Linked DNA regions of Zea mays: regions 1 and 2 are each linked to region 3. Evidence: chromatin contacts called from public Hi-C data. All regions are on one chromosome and are shown on one strand. Each heading gives the region's core, a stretch centred on a gene start, on an enhancer-like site or on the middle of the called end of the contact. The rest is flanking DNA. Distances are from core to core; before and after follow the strand shown. Region 1 holds the start of LOC100277803. Region 2 has its middle 47 kb from the start of LOC100277803. Region 3 holds the start of LOC100304248.

What was found. Hi-C and Micro-C count contacts between places; a contact is called where the count stands out from the background.
Region 1: a contact with region 3 is called in a Hi-C map of leaf, with 2.4 times the contacts expected there. The contact joins the promoter of LOC100277803 here to the promoter of LOC100304248 in region 3. A contact is called at or near these places in 6 of 25 Hi-C or Micro-C datasets (bundle sheath, ear, leaf and 1 more).
Region 2: a contact with region 3 is called in a Hi-C map of ear, with 2.2 times the contacts expected there. The contact joins the enhancer-like site here to the promoter of LOC100304248 in region 3. A contact is called at or near these places in 2 of 25 Hi-C or Micro-C datasets (ear and endosperm).

The regions. Positions count from the first base shown.
Region 1 is chr7:107,298,634-107,303,093 of Zm-B73-REFERENCE-NAM-5.0, forward strand. It overlaps LOC100277803, which reads left to right and starts at 2,864. Exons shown (of 2, transcript NM_001151281.1): 1 at 2,864-4,021. The coding sequence starts at 3,532.
Region 2 is chr7:107,251,885-107,256,345 of Zm-B73-REFERENCE-NAM-5.0, forward strand. No RefSeq gene overlaps it. Among protein-coding and RNA genes, the nearest start is that of LOC100277803, 47 kb to the right of the region's middle. Within about 2 kb of position 2,082, at least 17 of the 20 cell types and tissues checked have an H3K27ac peak or open chromatin away from gene starts, as enhancers often do. A contact at or near this core is called in ear and endosperm, where this site is marked.
Region 3 is chr7:107,062,576-107,067,061 of Zm-B73-REFERENCE-NAM-5.0, forward strand. It overlaps LOC100304248, which reads right to left and starts at 2,806. Exons shown (of 15, transcript NM_001361393.1): 1 at 1,952-2,806; 2 at 1,743-1,861; 3 at 1,339-1,413. The coding sequence starts at 2,434.

The sequences.
Region 1 (4,460 bases), core at 1,614-4,113, 240 kb after region 3:
GATTGCTAGCTCTTGTATTGAATGTGAAGGATTGTAATGCTTGGGTGAAGTGAATGGAGGTGGTTGAGGTGGTATTTATAGCCCTCAACCACTTCCTAGCCGTTGCTCTATTTCTGCCAACCGCGGATGGTCCGCGCCCCTGGTCCGGACGGTCCGCTCCTGCACATCAACGACTGAAATCCCAACGGTCAGCAGTAACGGCTATATCAACGGCTATAATACATTAAATGCGTTGTCAGATGTCAGGTACGACAGTCGCAGACGGTCCGGTCGTGCACCCCGAACGGTCCGCGAGGACGCTATAATTCATTTTACCGAACCCGTCACCTTCGGGTTTTTCGGTCTTGGGCCGACCGGACGGTTCGCGCCTGAGGCTGGACGGTCCGCGCTTGGTCTCGGACGGTGCTTGCTTTTCCATCGGACGGTCCGTATTGTAGACTTGTGTTTTTGCATTGGTTCTGTCCGAGGGTCATCTAGGTGTCGCGGACGGTTCGCCGCAAGGGCTCGGACGGTCCGTGCTTAGGTGATTTTCCAAAAATCTTCTCCTGTCCGGAATAATCTACGGTATTCCGGACATTCAATTTAGAATAGTTATAGATGAACTTATGCACCTGTGAAATGATCAATTGGGCAAACTGTTTAGTCCACAAGGTTTGTGATGGTCGTCAAACACCAAAATCAATTATAGGAAATGTTGAGACTATTTCCCTTTTAGTTAAGCCTTTTATGACATTATCACCCAAAAAGTTTCTTAAATAGTCAAAATAGATGGATGGTCGAAGGCCAAGTTCACGCTTTTATACTGGGTATTTTATACCCATGGTTTAATGGGTATGGGTGAGGACGGAACGTTCTAATACCCGTTTACCTATTGGGTGAAGGTTTTTTCCTAAAGAGACCCATGAGTAGAATATTTAGCTTGTATACATACCCTAATAGAGTAAATACCCATCAGGTATCGGGTCGCGGGTACCCATTGTTATATCTAATCAGGAAGCTTGTTCGGCGTAGAAGGAATGGGAAAAAGACGACGTTACCCTACAAGACTTGTAAATCATGTGTATAATATTTATGGGCATGTTTGCAATTTCATATGAAGTTGTAACTCAGGACTCTAAATAGAGGAACACTGCCATGGATTGAGGATACATTTTGGAGTTTGGTAATGCTGATTCGCTCCGCCTCCGAAGATACCTTCCGATACCTTCGAGTTCTCATTTGCGAAGCCGAAGGTATATTTATAATTGTTTGTTGTGTTGTGAAAATGGAGCAAACCTCATGAAGTAATGAAATAAGTAAATAATTTCGTCATTTATACTTTGTGGCTAATTGGTATTGTAAAAGCTTGCGTGTCCATCTACTCCCTTTGATTGGCTCTGGAAGGGAAGTCAAATAAAAGGAGAAGCTTAAGATCTACTTATTTATGTTGTCTTATTTTTGGTACCTGTGAGGAACCGAAAACTAGTAACCAACAATCACATTTTTTTATAAAACACTCAATTTGAATCTTCCGCCAATTTTAGGTTGTCAATTAATTCCTAAAAATGAGCAAAAACACTGCAACTTTATGTTTTTATACATAGTATTTTAATATAACAAACCATACCATAGTCACGTTACAATTTTTTCGGGTTGCTTCATAAAACACCATTTTGACATAATTCAAAATTTAAATGCTCATTCAAATGTAATGTAATGATCATTTTATGTACTAATGATGCTTATAATGATATTAGGCACATGTTAAAAATGTTTAGCGATCAGGTTCCTGACACGAGATCCGTCCGCTGAGCAGGCAAGGAATGTCTGACCAAAGCGCCTCCGTGTTTTTACTAACGTGATTGACATGATAAACATAAATAAACACCACCACACCAGTAACATATCTGCACACATTATTCCGAGTACGCGATACCAGTACTAGCAATTGTAGAATTAATTCTGTAATAATATAACAGATTAAACGAAGTTTCCCCTGACGAACACGTACACATACTTGACCAGGCACATCCGAGTAGGGGTGAAACGAACCGAGTCGGCTTGGTCAAATAACAAGCCTAGCTCGGATTAACTCGCTTCTCTAGCGAGTCTGAAATTTAATGTAAAATTGCTCTCCAAATTTTAGTAACCAGGTTCTCGGATCGATGAGATCGAGGAACAGAAACGTGGTACACGGTACGCTACTAAAACTAGGATTTAACACTACTGGAACGAGATTGTTCCCACGTTCCCGAACGAGGAACGTGGCCAAGTTCCCAGTTCCGGGTTACTAAGCTCCAAATAATAATGTAAAATTTTAAAAATAATATATGTAAAATATTTGAAATTAGTAAGATAAATAGATTACTAATATATTATAAAAATAGATTAATTTTGTACTATAATTTTAAATAATATAAATTAATTATCTATTGGATATTAATACTATATATTAATTAGAATCTTACGTAACAAATTGTGTTAGATCAAGCCACGAGCGTGAGTAGCAACGAATCAAGCTAAGCTGAGCTGGTTTACTCTTTTCACACGCTACAAAATAGACTTATCTAACCGAGCCGCTGAGCCTACTCGTCAAACTCAAGCTTTTTTTTAACCTACATCTGAGCAAGGAAGCCTAGGATTGAAACGGAATGGGCAAGCGCCGCAAGCCTAGTGACAAGTGTGAAGTGCCCCGGCACTGCACGAAAGCGAGGGCTTGCCCCGCACGCTGGCCACCCCGGGGCGCGACACGTCAGCACGCTCGCGGCAGGATGATTGGCCTGTGTGGACCCGCGCCCCCCTTGGACGGCGGGGATCTCGTCCAGCCCAGGCCCCAGGGTTATAAAACTTATCCGTCCCGGCCGCGAGGCTCGCTCCAATCCTTAACCCAATCGGTTGGTGGTTGCGTCGCGTTGTGTCGGAGGTTGGAGTTGGAGCGTCTCGCGTGCGAGAGGATCTGAGCGGAGAAGGCCATGGAGGAGAGTAATTAGCGGTTGCTGGGTCGGGAGGAGGTGGTGTGGTTTTGATCGTAGTCGCGTTTGCCGGGGCTCGATTTCGATCAGAAAACTTTTTTTACCGGATATTCTTGGGTGGGTGTGTTTTTGGGCCGCAAATTGTTATCGCCGGTGTTCGGGGCTCGATTTTGAAGAAGAACCCAATTTATTAGGGGGGAAATTTCCTGCTTTTGTTTTCGGGGCAATGGTTTTGGACTCCCAGACGCTTCGGATTAGAGAATTTTTGCCCCAATAACGAGCCATTTTTTCAGTTGTGCTACTCGTCAATCAATCCAGTGATTCTGAACTCTGAAAGAAAGAAGAAGCTTTCCTAATTTTCGTGCTCACTGTGTCCAAAAGCTTTCCGTTGGATCTACTTGTGAATCGGTTCCTTTTTTTTTTAATCTGAGATATCCTTGTCGCTTTAGGTTTTCGACTCGGCAGATCCAAGGGAACGACGAATTTGCCTGATTTCTCCGCGATTTTTGGTCCGATCGAGAGGCTCCAAGCCTCTTTTTTTCTCGCGAGGAGAAGCAAGGGTTTTCCTTTTTTTTACGCCATGTCCATGGCGCTGAGCCGCTTCACGCAATGGCTATGGCCGGGGAGCGCCGCGGCGCCGGTGGCCGCCCACGAGCACCCCAACGAGGGGCTGACGAGCTCCTCCTTCCCGGACTTCCCCTCCGGCTTCCGGGAGCCCGACACCGTCACGTTCTACACCGGCAGGGGCGCCGGCGGCCGCCGCGCGCGCCCGAGGAGGGTCAGGAACCGGCGCCGCAGCCGCGGTGAGCCCCGTGTCGACCGGGAGTACGACATGGTCATCGTCCCGTCCGACGGCGGTGGGTGCCTCTCCGGCTCTGACTCGGACGACTCCGACTGGTCCATCGGCTGGCTCGAGCCACAGGCACCGGAGCTTCAGACGGATGGCGACCCCGAGAACTGCTTCGCCGTCCTCGTGCCCTGCTACCGCCACGGCCGCCAAGAGCAGCAGCCCGGGAGGCACGAGGGCAGGTTTCTTGGCGCCGGCACCCTCACCAATGGTGGATTCTCTGGTGAGCGTGCCGACCTCGTATGTGAATTCAATGTGCTTTCATTTAATTTTTTAACTAAAACCAAGAAGCGATCATGCTATATATCACTTCGTATTTATACTTATGGAAAGATTCAGATCTATACATGTTCAGTATTGGAAGGAAATCACGTACGGTACTAGCAATACACGGATCTGTCTGAAGTAGAATTAGGAAGGAGTCATGTCAGCTGGTTGTTTCTTGTGTACTGTGACTAGTTCAGTTTTCTGTTTGGCAAGCTGACATAAACTCTAAATTCGGCACTTTTCAGTTACAAAATTCTTGTTTTGGCAATAATTTCAATTTGTTAAGGTGACATAACACAGAGTATAATATAGGATAAGGAGCTATAGTCTTTATCAAGGCAGACTTGCTTTTCTTTCCCCTTTTTTCTGATAGAAACTGGTGGTCATATGCAAGT
Region 2 (4,461 bases), core at 832-3,331, 190 kb after region 3:
GTATAAAATTTCTTCTCTAAATGCCTACCAAATTCAGGTGTTACCCCTTGTCTCTCTCTCTAAACTCCCTCTCTCTTTCCTTTTGAGTAGGTTAGGTTCAGTAAGTGAGGGATTAATTATTTACTTTGTCAAAACTATGTGAGTCATGAATTGTTGCATCATGTTGAGCCTAAATTATTCTTTTGTTTGATGCACATGTTTGAAATTATTTGAATTTAGTTTGGGGTTTGAATTTGATTTGAAATCCATAGAGAAAATAAAAAGAAAAGCAATTATAAATTCCAGGAAAAAGGGAAAGCCAATTCAGCCCAGCAGGCCCACCTCGGCCCAGTCTCACGCGCGCTCGCCTGTGCCCGCGTGTCCACCCCTCCCTAACAGGCGATCCCCGCCTGTCAGCGTCGCGCCCGCGTGCGCTCTCCCCCCTCTCCCTCAAGCTGTCCGGTGGGGTCGACTTGTCAGCACCGGTTCTTTCTGCCTACGCGCGCTTGCTCTCTCTGTCCCGTGGGCCCCGCTCGTCAGCACTGAAGCCTGTTCACTCGCCCGCTCTCTCTCTCTCTCTGTTCTGTGGGCCCCGTCTGTCGAAACCGTCCCCCCCCCCCCCCCCCCCCCCCGAACTGTAAACACCCTAAAATAAAATTTTGGGATTTACAAAAAATTCTCTAAAAGTTTAAAATTCAAAATGTCCTTCTAATAAAGATATGAATTGGAACTATTTCCTAAATCTAAATAAAATGGGGAATATAAAATTTTAGCTGTTTTTAACTATTTTCTCCAATGAACAATATGGTAAAGTAGCTTACAAGAATTATTCCTTTCATGAATTATAGTGGGAGTATATGTAGTTTTAAGAGAGAAAGATTTAATTGAAATTTTAGTTTTCTTATGTGAATGATTCTTTGTTTTGGAGCATTTACTTAAAAGAACGTAATAATAAATAAATAAATAGTCCAAAAAATATTTGCATTCATGTTGGTTTTTGGTTGTGCATTGAGTTTGGATTTTAAGTTTAATTTGGATTTGAAACCTAGATTGGAAAACAAAACTGAAAATAGAAAAGGGAATCCTGCTCTTGGGCCACATCCGCACTGGCCGGCCCATCTACTCCCCGAAAACCCTCATCGCGCGGCCCAGCTCCTCCTCCGGCGCATAGCCACTGCGCCGTGGGACCCACTTGGCGGCCTCACCTCACATGCCAACATGCGCTCCACTATCACGTGGGCCCGATACATCAACCTCCTCCTCCCCAATCTGCATCTCAGTTAGTCACTGCCACGCGGGTCCTTGTGGTCAGCTACACACCGGTTCACCTGTGCACGATCGAAGCTATCGACTGATGGGACCCAGCACCCAGAACTCTCCTCCACTCGGGTCCATACTAGACGCGAAGAAATCACAACAACCGGAGCCGTCATCGAATCTCCGCCAGGTTGCAACGAACTCCCTGATTTCGCGTCCGCTACAAGCTCATGTCCTCGCGGCTATAAAGACCAAGGCCCCCTCCTTGATGCCCTCAGAAAACCATCGGAGCAACCATCTACCGGTGCGCCATTGGTGACCGAGAGCTGAGAGGGAGAGGGAGAAAATCCGAGTGTCACTACCTGCTTACGAAGCTGCATAGCCTCGGCTTGTTGCTTGGGGGGACTCGCCTGGGAACGTTGGACATATGGGCATCGGTTCGGGAGCCAGGGTGACCGGTGTCGCGGGTTATGGATCTCGCCGGGCTAGGAGTCGCTGGACGTTGGCGCCGAGAGGCATTGCTGCATGGATGAAGGTAAGGAGGGTACCATTACATTCTCTTGGGAGTCCTCTGCGTGTAGCTCGTTTAGGATTCGAGTAATTTGCATGGGGTTCGAATTTGGGGGTCTTCGACGATGCTTCACCGTGGTGGCCGGGCAGCGTCCGCGCAAGCGAGGAAGACGTGTGTGTGGCCATCGATCTCGGTTTGAACGCTCCAGATTAGACGGGAAGACACCTCTTTGGCATTTAAAACCGTGACCGCCTGATGGCAATCCATGGGTTCCACCTAGATTATTGCGTGGAGTATTGTGGACCGTTTATCTCGAATCGGACGGTTTCTGGTGCCTGTCGGCTCGAATATGAGAGATTTTAATCTGGGGCATCGGGTTTTGATCGTGCGGCTGAGAGGTATCCATACCGCTTCAACCGTGAGTTTATGTAAAAGAGCCCCTCGGGTTCGGGATAACTAACCCGCCATCCAAGGACAGTTGTAAAGAATTAAAATTAAGTCCTGTTTTTTGTGAATTTTAAACCCTGTTCTTTTTAAAAATAGTATCCGCAGTCCTGGGTGCTGTGATGTTCATAAAATCAGATAAGGAAATTGATTTTTGGTTTACAAATAATTCTAGAAACCTAGGGAATCCATATCTCCTTCGTTTAAACTCCGATTTGACCCGTTCAAGTGGCGTTAGCTTCATAAAAATATTCCATACTTGTTAACAACTTCAATTGTACTATAGCACATGTATTATTAATTAGGTAGTGCTCAATCTATATTTAGTTGAATAACTCTACTAATCTAGGCTAATCTATCTCTAGTTATAATCTGGTTAAGATGTACTCCCTAATCAAGTTATAATTCAGGTTAAAGTTGAATTAGTTATTTCATGAATATCTTTTCTCATATATTTTTCATTAATCGACATAGAATATAGTTTTTATCTAATCATGAAATTCTTCAGAAAATCATATCTTTATAACCATAACTCTGACTTTAGTCGTTCTTGGATCTACGCCCTCGTAGCATCGCGTAGAATATTTTTACCTTGTTTGTTCTCATGTTTGGTGTACTGTTATTTATATGTGACCCTTTTCTATCTGTGTGTATTGCTACGAATAGCGGTGAGGTCACGAGCATCTGAAGACCAATTTGGTACCTGGAATCGCGAGCCTAAGGCAAGTTGTGCCCTTGATCACTTTTATTTACCTAATAATGTTCCTATTAATCATTGTGACATGCTCAGGTTAATCTGATGGGACCTAATAGGTCTTCCTAGACTTGTTTATCCCACACCTTGTTTACCACTGAACTTTTGGGTAGTTTTGCTATTGCTCTACCTAGTTTTGGAATTAATATTACATTATGATCATGTTCTAGTTGTACTGTTGTTTTACTTATTGTTCATGACAAGATCATTGTGTTAATTGGAACATGGAGCTTAACTTGAGATATCCGTGCTACCATAAGGGTGGAATGGGACGCCCTTGGCTGACTAATTAGGAAAGCTAGTTGAGGACTACCTTACCCGAAAGGGGCAAGGGAGGTAGAGGAGCTATGTATAGGGATGTTCTCGGGTCGATCATGCTGCGATGGTATTTCAGGTGAGGAATTCCTATATTGCCCTTCTAAAAATCGTAGCGGGTATTCTGAAGCTAGTGGAACTTTGTAAAGGTCTCGTAGTCGATCCCTAGTCATTCACCTCGGAAGTGTCTAAGGGTCTAGCTAACCCTGGCTAGACGGGGTACACGACTTGTGGGTAAAGGACACAACCTCTGCAGAGTGTAAAACTGGTATATCAGCTGTTCTCGCGGTCATGAACAGCTCAGGACTCTCGCATGATTAACTTAAGGAACTAAACATAATCTGTCATATGCATTGCATTGTGGGTGTTATTATCAATTGTGATCTCTTATTTAATTGGGTTGGTATCTACTTATACTTAGTAACTGTTAATAAAATTTGGACCAACTTTAAAAGCAATGCTCAGCTTTCACAATCTCCTTTGGTAAACCTTACACTTCACATGAGCTCCTACCATTGATGAGTTCATGCACATTATTCCCCACAACTTGTTGAGCGATGAACGTATGTGAGCTCACCCTTGCTGTACTCACATCCCCCTAGGTTAAGAATAGGTACCATAGGAGGAGGCGCACGGAGGATGTTGTGATGAATTCGTGAGTGGTCTAGGTCGTTGTCTCCCAGTCAACTATGGTTGTTGGGTCGTTGTCTGCATTCGTTTCGGTACCATGAGTCATCATATGTGTGAGACTTGGTTCCAGCACACCTGGTGATAATTTCGCGCTCGGGTTTTGGACTCCTAAAACCCGGGTGTGACACGAACCGCCTGCGCTCTCTGCCGTGGACGTGGCCACGACCGCACATTTCCCGGCCACGCTCCCACGCGCCCGAGCCTTTGCTGGAGCCCGTCCACCCTCACTCACCCTCCCCTGCTTAGTTGCGCCCCCAGCCGAGCACCCTTGCCCTCTCCCTCGCTCTGCGCGTGCACCCAGGAAGCTCCACGTGTCAACGCCTCAACCCCCCCACCTGAGCCCACCTGTCAGGCGCCCACGTCCCGCGCGCCCTCGCTCGCTGTTTCTATTCTCGGTCGGTACAGCCCCATACCCCTTCGCATGGTAAATTTGTTAAAGAGCCCCCGACTTTTTAGAAATCAACCTGTCGTCCCTCTGTTTCGCGTGCAGACCCCTATATTCTTGCAAACA
Region 3 (4,486 bases), core at 1,556-4,055:
GCCTGGTTACCTTGTTCCTGATGGTCATGTATGTCGGCTTCGTCATTCTCTCTATGGAATCAAGCAGGCTCCTCGTGCCTGGTTTGAGCGCTTCACCTCTGTTGTCACTTTTGTTGGATTCGTTGCCAGCAAACAAGATCCTGCTCTCTTTGTTCACACTTCATATCGAGGTTGCACCCTCATTCTTCTCTATGTTGATGATATGTTGATCACTAGTGATCTTGATTACATTGTCTTCGTCAAGGCACGACTCAATGCGCAGTTCCACATGTTTGACTTGGGTCCTCTTAGCTTCTTTCTTGGGATTGAGGCCACCTCCACACCTGATGGCTATTACCTCTCTCAGCGCAAATACATTCAGGACATCCTTGATCGTGCTGGTCTTACTGATCATCGTTCTGTGGACAACTGGACACTACCATGGATCTTCACCTTCGTCTTCATGCCACCGATGGTGTTCTTGTTGTTGATCCCACTCACTATCGCCATCTTGTTGGCAGCCATGTCAGTACCTTGGCATAACTCGTCCTGACATCTCCTATGTTGTTCACATTCTGAGTTTGTTCATGTCTGCACCCACTACTCTCCACTATGGTCACCTTCTTCGTGTGCTTCGGTACCTTCGTGGCACCATTTACAGTTGTTTGTTCTTTTCTAGCACCATCTCTCTTCAGCTCTCTTCTTATTCTGATGCGACTTGGGATACTGATCCTTCGGATTTCAGGTCGATCTCTGCATATTGTGTCTTTCTTGGCTCCTCCTTGGTTTCATGGAAGACCAAGAAGCAGACTGTTGTTGCTCATTCCAGTGCTAAGGCTGAGTTGCGTGCCTTGGCTTGTGTGACGGTTGAAGTGACATGGCTTCGATGGCTGTTGGCTAACTTTGGGATTTCTCTTACTACTCCTACGACTGTGCGGTGTGATAGTAGCGGTGCTATTAGTATTGCTCGGGATCCGATAAAGCATCAACTCACTAAACATATTGGCATCGATTGTTTTATGTTCGGACTGTAGTTCAGGATCATGTGGTTTCCCTTCAGTATGTGCCTTCAGAGTTTCAGCTTGAGAATTTGCTTACAAAGGCCCATACAAGAGCTCAACATAGTTTTCTTCTTTCCAAACTCAGTGTTGTTGATCCATCATGAGTTTGAGGGAGTGTTAGTGTATATGTATACTAGTGTGTTTTCTACTTTTCTTGTACTCTAGGGTTCTCCCTGTAAAGTGTACACATGTACTTTTGCCCTTTGGGCCCTATGGAATAGACAAGTTGCCATTTCTTCTTCATCTCTAACAAGTATATCTCATAAAAGTTAAAGCATAAAAAGTTCAAAGTTCAAACCAAAATCGAGCAGGCATCTCCAATGAGTCAACAAACGTTCCTAAGAGGCCCTTGTTATCTGTCTTCAAATGAATTCTGCATCAAGAGTGGAAGCTGTTGGATGATATCTGTAATACTCCCTCCGTCCATTATGTAAAAGTTTGTCTTGAATCGGATAAATCGAACTTTGTAAGGTTTGACGAACAATTAGTTAAATTATATGCAATGTTTGTGTATAATGTTGTATAGGTATATTTATATTTCAGATTTCTTTTTATTATGATGTTTATTTTGTAGCAACTGATAATCTATTGAAAAATATATTAAAGGCGATAATCTACTTTTGAAGACTCCATCAAAATTGATCCTACATTGATGGACAGATGGAATAGTGTGTAGTAACATGGGAATAGTTCCTGGCTTACTTGGAATCCACCAAGGAAAAACAGTTTACAGTAATGCAGGTTTTACTGCAAGTTGCAAGCAGAACAACCCGTGTCCAAGCAAAGTTCAGACACACTGCTCGAAAGTTCTTTACAGAGACCTACAAAGAAGTAAAATAGGTAAGTGGCACCTTGAGATGGAAAATTTAAGACTGAAAATTTGAAGGTGAAGTTGTAAAGTTGCAACATACAATGGCACCAACTCGAAGGGAATGTGGTGGCAGAAGCTTCTGATCATCAATCAGCAGCCATGCAGTGTCATCCAGCTCAACCACCAGACCCTGTGAATAAATTCCAGTGATAACCCCAGCATACTCTCCACCGCACTTTTCAGGTAAGTTATCCAATGGCAGACTGCCCCTGTAGGATGGGCACCATGCCATGGTTGTCTTCGCAGATGACACCAAAATTGTGTGTGAGGCTTTGTCCCCAACAGAAACCATTTTTTTACTTAACCCAGAAATGTACACCAGCCTCCCCACAAGCCACACTAGAACCGGCCGCCACATGCTAGACGCATCCACAAAGTAGACAAATTTCATCGTCTCAAACATGTGAGTCTGGGCATCTTCCGGCGGTGTCGCCCTGCAGCAGCGGCGACACCCACAACACAAAATCTCCGCCAGAAACCCAACTGAATTTCTGCTTCCTGCATCAGCCTTGGCAAGCGGCATACTGAACACAATGCTGACGGACCTGACCAAACCAAATGCGCAGCCGCGGGTAGCCAAGTCGGGCTCTTGATCCGGGAAACGGAAGGGGACCGTCGCCAGGAAGCTATATTTCACGGGAGGAGCGGACTCCTCGAGGTGCCAGCGGACCACTTCGAGTACGCCCGGCTCGGCGTGGAGGCGCAGTGAGGGTAGGTAGTTCCACGCAAGGACACGGATCACGCGGCCCAGAGCGGCGGGATCGAAGTCGAGGATGCAGCAGCAGACGGAGGCGGCCGCGGTGGCCGGGGAGGCAGCGGTGGGGCATGGGTCGGAGAAGGAAAAGCAGTTGCTGCGGCAGGAGATCGGGGAGGAGGCGGAGGGGAGGGAGAGCGTGCCGGAAAGGAGCACGGGGTGGGACATCGGCGCGAACGGGACCGTGCCGGTGCTCCAGGTTGGGACTGGGGCGGAGAGCTTGTGCTTTTTACGGGGTCGGGATGTGGAGGTGGAGGTGGGGACGGAGAGGCAAAGGAGGGAGGAGGCGCCGGTTGTGGGACGGCGGAGCCGGAGGAGGTCGGCCACAGTGAAACGCGGCGGGGCGGGCGCCGAGGCCTCCATGGCTAAGGGATTGGGGAGGGGCGTTGGGGTTGGGGGTTTGAGAATTTTGGGAGGGGAGAGAAGTCGGAGAGAAGGCCTGAGAGCGGGCGGGAAACGAGGTGGTGGGGAGTGGGGTGTGGGGCCCTATTGGCAGTGGGCTGACGTGTGGGGCGTGTGGTGGGCTTAGATGGGCCTCGTGTTATTTGGTTGGGTCGCATGTTGGGCTTTGTTGATTTTGTTGGGTTTTATGCTATACTACTCAGCGGAAAATGGGCCGTAGTACTTTACAGCATAAATCTCAGCTTTACTAGAAAGCGTGGTGTGCCGTTGGCGCTCTCTCTAAGAGGCGGTTCGCTAAACTATGGACCTAGACCTAACAAATCATTATAACCAAATCAGGCTAACGAATTTGAGTTAACAAATAGTTGTTACTAAAGAATTACAACAGAGTCCATTCATGGTTGACTGTAAGGTGTAAACTAACTCGTTGATACAAAAAATTAAGTGACCGGGTAATTTAGGACATTCGGTTCCCAAAGTTGTTTCTTTGTGTGACAGTTGTTGTTGCTATTGCTAGGGAAGAACAAGCTTTTTTGGTTGAAATATTACTCCATAGTAATCTACTGTTTTTTTTTGTCTATTGCTTAAGGTTAGCCTTGTTGGAGCTATTGTTATATTGATTTTTCTCATTATATAATTTTTTGGAGTAAGACGTCAAATAGAGAAGTATGAAGTACTTGTGCTATTTATATTACAAAAATCCTTTAATGTTTTATCATAATGACAACATAGGAAGTGATTTTATGAAGAATCTTTTGCATTCAAGGTTGCGGAAGGTAAATGTCACAGCAGGACGGCGAATGGGTATATGATGTCCTAGCAAAAATGCATCATTTGTAATATTTGAACTTGTTAAAGAGAATGTCTGTTATTATTTATTTAATATGGTTTCTTTCTATATTTTAATAGGAAAATAGCAGAAGGCGGACATAACTCTAAACCAAATAATTGGTACAAGGCCAACAAAGTATATCAAATTGTTTCCTTTCTCTTTTCAGTTGGCGCTAGTAGGCATTGTAGCAAATAGCTCATTCGCCACTTTAAATGGGAACCAAGCTTGTTGTTATTTTATATTTTATTAATTAAAAAATTAGAACTTAGCGATGGAGCGATGAAGAATTAATATACATAATGTGATGAAGAATCTACATGCAAATATTTTGTTAAGACTTTGGTTGTACCTCTTTTTCTGGTGCACTTCTAAATCACCAGGTGCTATTTTGATCTATTTTGATGAATCGATTGGGCCTAGGTGCAAATACTCAAAGTCATGACTCTTCCTTCTCTTTTTACTTTTAGTTTTTCTCTCCTCTGTCTATGGGTTCTCCTGTACTATTGTTTTATTAGTACCATTCAGTCGCTTCCCTACAGAGGACCTTCAAGAGCCACAACTGCGACTTTTCCTTTTTTATTTTGCTT